2 separate regions of the Oryzias latipes genome follow, and region 1 is linked to region 2. The links are chromatin contacts, called in public Hi-C maps. All regions are on one chromosome and are shown on one strand. Each heading gives the region's core, a stretch centred on a gene start, on an enhancer-like site or on the middle of the called end of the contact. The rest is flanking DNA. Distances are from core to core; before and after follow the strand shown. Region 1 holds the start of LOC101174568 (muscarinic acetylcholine receptor M4). Region 2 holds the start of cryaa (alpha-crystallin A chain).

What was found. A called contact is a pair of places that touch in the nucleus more often than the background predicts.
Region 1: a contact with region 2 is called in a Hi-C map of embryo, with 3 times the contacts expected there. The contact joins the promoter of LOC101174568 here to the promoter of cryaa in region 2. A contact is called at or near these places in 4 of 5 Hi-C or Micro-C datasets (embryo and gastrula embryo).

Annotation. Positions count from the first base shown.
Region 1 is chr2:1,126,380-1,129,141 of ASM223467v1, reverse strand. It overlaps LOC101174568 (muscarinic acetylcholine receptor M4), which reads left to right and starts at 1,309. Exons shown (of 8, transcript XM_023961607.1): 1 at 1,309-1,923. The coding sequence starts at 1,869.
Region 2 is chr2:975,801-978,500 of ASM223467v1, reverse strand. cryaa (alpha-crystallin A chain) reads left to right here and starts at 1,293. Exons shown (of 3, transcript XM_004086021.4): 1 at 1,293-1,691; 2 at 1,813-1,935. The coding sequence starts at 1,494.

The sequences.
Region 1 (2,762 bases), core at 60-2,559, 150 kb before region 2:
GCGTTCAGGCGACCTCTTCCAATGAAAGGTCTACATAAACTCGCGTGTCAGTGCTTTTTGGACTCCTGCGTTCAAACTGTCGCGTTCACATGTCCTTATGCAAGATTTATGTCAGTTTTTCATTCGAACAAATGTGAGACCATCGAATCCGCCTCGAAAGTTAACTTTGACCAACCATTTGTCGCAAAAGAGCTGTGAAAGAAAACGCCTGGAGCTGAAGATTTGTGAGATTTGCACCGCTTGAACGTTTCGCCTCTTGTAAACGTTGAGTACATGCGCAAGTACACTCAAAAAAATAAGTCATTGGATGAACTCAATTTAATTGTGGGCAGGATTTCCATCCAATAAATATGAGTAGCCCCACCTCAAAGAAAATTCTTCCATGTAATCAAAATGTAATTGGGTTAGTCGAACTCAATTTTATCAAGAAAGGCAAAAAGAAGTCATCTGCTGACTGATCCGCAGAGGTAACAAATTTGTGGCCATTTACAGGTGCCAGTATCCCTTGTGCTATCTTAGATGACCCCCCCTTCCATTGACGTGTTCTCCCTACCATGACAAAGGTGGATAAAGGTGGAAAGATTTCATGTAATTCATGGACACCAGTGAAGATCACAAATCATTGAAGAAAAAAGGTTCAGAGCACTGTCTAGTGGGTCATACATCATTTTTTCTATAAAAGGTTCGTCGTGTATCGTCTTATTGGGAAAAGCTGAGTTGAAACGATTTCAAGCCACAGTACGTTTTTTACGAAAGTTTTCTCTCTTCGAAAAGTCGAAGGATTTGAAGGACCAAAAGTCATAGCAGCCATTAGACGAAAGAGTTAAACATTTTAATAGTTGAATGGTTAAAATAGGTGAAAAATTGTAGCTGTAAAACGGCAGAAGATACTATAAAAAGAATAAATAAAGAGAAACAGGAAAACAGCACTCAACATGCGCACAGCATGCTCCTTTACTTGAACTCAATTATTTTGGATTACTGGAGTTTAGCGGTGAAACTATTAATACAATTTATGTTAGGTCAATTAAATGTAGATAAATTATTATAAAAATCAATATATTTAAATAAAACAAACAGAATTTAATTGTGTTACATGAAAGAGGAGCTTGAATCATTTTTTTAGTGTATCGGGTTGCGACACTAAAGACAGATGCAAAAAACGTGTCCAAGAATGGTCTTGAACAAACAAACACGTAGCATTAGCCGTCATGGGTGACGTCTCAGGGGTTAAAGGGTTAACAGGCTGTTGCAGTGTACTCTCAATAGTTTGTTTTCTATCTTTTTTGGGGTGTTTTTTTTTTTTTAGGATTTTCTGTTTTTTGTGTGCGATTTTGTTTCTCGAGTTTCGAGTACCACATGGGTTTTCGGCTACTTTAAAGCTTCTGATCTACCTTCAAGTTAAGTTCTGCCAATTCTTAAAAACATCCTGAACTAAATTATTTATTGTAAACCCAAAGGGACTCCAAAAAAGGCGGAGCTAATTGAGCTGATGGTTGCTGGTTCAACTGCAGTTAGTTTAGACTTTAGAGTCAGAGAAGGATTCAATCAAAAAGTTTTTTTAAGAGAGGTGAACGCGGAACACCTGCTGTTGAGAAAATTGTTGGACTTGAGACGTCATCACTTTCCCTCCGTTTCTCCCTCTTTTTGTCTCCCTCTCTTTCTCTCTCTCTCCTTCCTTCCCGCCGCTCGCGTGCCGTGGAGCGCGCGCCACTCGCAGGCTGAAGCTGCCGCTCAGGTTCGCGGTACCGATGAGCCGAACGGTGCCGCCGCCGCCACCGCGGCACTAGAGACCCGAAGCATCCCCGAGGACGAGGGCGCGCGCGCGCGCGCAGAAACTTGGGTTGCTGGTTCTCCTGCCATGAACCATGAGTGACGGCAGCAGCGGAGCGGGGGGCGTCCAGCCCCTCTGGAACCTGAGCGGTGAGTCAACGGCTGACACAGGCTCCGCGACCGGGGAATCGAACCTTTTCCCCCGCTGACCCAGGGGGGAGACGCAGCCCCCGTTGATCACAGGTGGGGGGTCAGAGTGGACCCCAGGGGGGAGAGAAAGTCTCTGACTGAATTGCTGTCTGATTTGAGGGCTGGAAAACTTTACATGCGTGGTCAATAGTGTTTTTGTGACATGTGTGTGTAATTGTGTGTGTTTGTGTGTCTGTGTGTGTGTTTGTGTGGGTGGGGTTGGCTGATTTAAGCTTCCTAAAGGCAAATCTAAAATACAAAGGATCAAAAATATTTTTTAAAAACAGTCAGACTGAAGTTTATTCCCTAAAATCCTCCAACTTTTTAATGGATTTTTTTTTCGTATTCATCTTCATTTGTCAAAATCCTACAAAGAAACCAAAGTGTTTGTGTGAATCTGGACATCCTCTGTGAATTTGGTGCATCTCGATCCTCTGATCTGCTCCACACGCCTCTATACGGGTTGAAAAAAAACAACCCACAACACTTTAAATGAAACGACAACGTTTCCACGCCGCCTTTTAGCAGAAAAAAGGGATCCACAAACGAGGAAAGTGGCGTCTCGGCTGGAGAAGACGCCAAAGCGCCGATAGAAACGTCTACAGAAGGGTTGAGCTGGACGATGGTGCAGGTTGGACGGTGCTGGTGGGTGGGTGGGTCAGATCATCTGGTTGTGTAATCTGAGAAGTGGGGTCTGGTTTTCTGGTAAGGTGCTCTGACTGGTTTGTTGATGAACTCGTGGGGTCAGTCACGGAACATCCTGACTAGTTGCCGGTTGATCTGAGGAAGGGTTGTGTTAA
Region 2 (2,700 bases), core at 44-2,543:
AATACTCCACGATACACTCACAACACGCACGACAATGCCTGTTCCAGCCTCAGGAAAACTACAAGACACGGCTGAGCTCTCTTTAAGATGTAGCCACTCTTCTCTGTGACCCTCCAGGGACAACCCAAACACCTCCAGCACCCGTATGGGTCATGTGACTAAGGCTTCAACAATGTATGGCTAAGCATAGATGAATGGTTGCATTCATATTACCTGCTATTTTTATACCAACAATGGGGATAAGTGAATAATGGTGTAATATACGGAGGGCTAGAAGTGACAACAGAATGCAATAAACACATTGATGTCACATTAATGTTCAAGTTTGCTGACGAACATGTTGTGTGTAGGAAATGCATGTTTTATGGGTTGTATCTCTGTTTTTTTCCACTCTGTCAGGCCTCCTGAAAACAGCTTTTGGATGTGTGGGGGCTCAGAGCTCAGAGCTCAGGCTTTGTCCTTCCCATTGATAAAACCTCAAAGTGCTGACTCGGCCCAACCCCGCCCACTTTTACCACCTCCACGTCCGGTTGGTAGCGGCTCATCCTCGACAACTTGCCCCTAAAACATGCTGCCTGGCTCGGTTGCTTTTGGCCTGCGGCTGCACGGATCGCCTAAACCCCGACTAATCTGCGGGATTAGATTAGCGCATTTGATGCAAAGGTGGTGAACATGCAAAATACTCTCAACTCGACTTTTGAAATGACTTTTATTTTCCTGCAAATGAGATGGATTCTTCAAGTAGAACAGAGTAGCAAAGGGAGGAAAATGGTGCAAAACACCAAAGAATAAATGTGAACAGGTTTTTAGTCTGGTTTATGGAGGAGGTGCAGGTTTTTATCAAAAAATGACAGTTAGGGGATTAGCTGGACTAACAAGTTGTCCAGTTTTCCGGCCTGGTCTTTTTTTTTTTTTTTGCAAGCCTCAAAATGATCATCTGTTGGAACTGAATCTTTCCAGGCATTTCCATTATTCTAATGGAACATAATTAAAAAAACCATGTTAGAATTCATTTTTTCTATCGATTTCAGGTTCTTTGTTGTGAACTTGTCACGTCCTGACGGCGCCTTTAACCGTTTGAAAGGTCATCCTGTGTCCGTCCATGGCTTTCTGACCTCTTTGTCTCAGTCCGAGCCCCCTCTTCCCTCTCTATGCAGCAGGTTTGTTTTGGCAGCCACGGGTGTCTGGCGCGTGGGGGGTGGCACCGGGTCGCACCAGTCATCTCGGATTCTGCTGACCTGGTCCAACCCACCATGAGATAATGGCATTCCAGAGGGATCCCGGCTAAAGCCAGTCTTTTTTGGTGGTCAGGTATATAAAGAGGAGGCAGCTGCAGAGACCGGGACGAATTATCGCTGCCTCTTTGCCCAGAAAACAGAAAAGTGTAGGAAAACCCTGTCTTTGAACGATTTTCCGTCTTCACCTCCTGGACTCCAGGCCAAGTAGCTCCGTCGATTGACCAAACCGGGCACAGCCTTGTTTCTTCAGCCACTATGGATATTGCTATCCAGCACCCATGGTTCCGACGCACCCTGGGCTCCATGTACCCGGCTCGACTCTTTGACCAGTTTTTCGGGGAGGGGATGTTCGATCACGACCTCCTGCCCTTCACCTCCCCCACCATCAGTCCGTTCTACAGACAGTCGCTGTTTCGTAACTTCCTGGACTCCTCAAACTCCGGCATTTCCGAGGTACCCGACACCACTTCTTTAAAATGTTTTCAGCTCTTTTGTTTACAGCACGGGTTCGGTCAGGCACATGTGTCCAGCAAAGCGCATTGGCTTCGTCCATTTACAGCTGTTTGTCCCTCAGGTGAGGTCTGACAGGGACAAGTTCACGGTTCACCTGGATGTCAAGCACTTCTCCCCCGATGAGCTCAGCGTGAAGGTGATCGATGACTTTGTGGAGATCCAGGGCAAGCATGGAGAAAGACAGGTGACCTTCCCCTTCCCTTCCTTCTACTACAACCTGATTTAGGCTCTAGTGGTCAAGAACAGAGCAGAAAAACGCACAAATACTAGGAAAAAAGCATCCTAACAATCAAAACTTAAACAGGATTACTTTATAAAAATGTAACATGTAAAAAAAAAGGTTTTTTCATGGATTTTTAAAACCACGAAGCCATTTTTGTCCTATTACTAGTCAAAAATATGTCTTGGCTTGAGCCCTGTAAAAGAGGGTCTGTAACCCCAATGATTATTTTTCCTTTAGTTGTTTTTGTTGCCTTTAACACGTCAAACATAAACTTGCCTCAAAATTTAGGACCAGGAAGGAGTTAGAATTCTGAAAAACTTAACTTAACCTAACTCCACCCTTTCCACAGTTGCATCATGGGAGTCACCAGAAATTTGGACAAGAATTGAGTTTCTGAGGATAAACGTTGATGTGCAGTAAATGGTGCCACCTTCAGGAGGGTTGTTATCTTTAAAGCTGAAATCCCGAAAAAAACTGCTTTTCCTGTTTCCTTCAAAAGCCTCCTCTGGCTGTCGGAACGTCATTGTTCAGTGAAAATCCTTCTGAGCTAAAAACAAAATGTTTAATGTATCACCATCTCGACTGTGACCTTTTAAATTTTAAAAAAGCAAGATAAGACGGGGAAAAAGTGGTTAAAATCCAAATATGGAAAAATGGTTGACGACTCAAACATTTACTAGAATGTTGGTTTCCATAGAAAAAAGCTCCAACAAAAGCTTCAAAAGG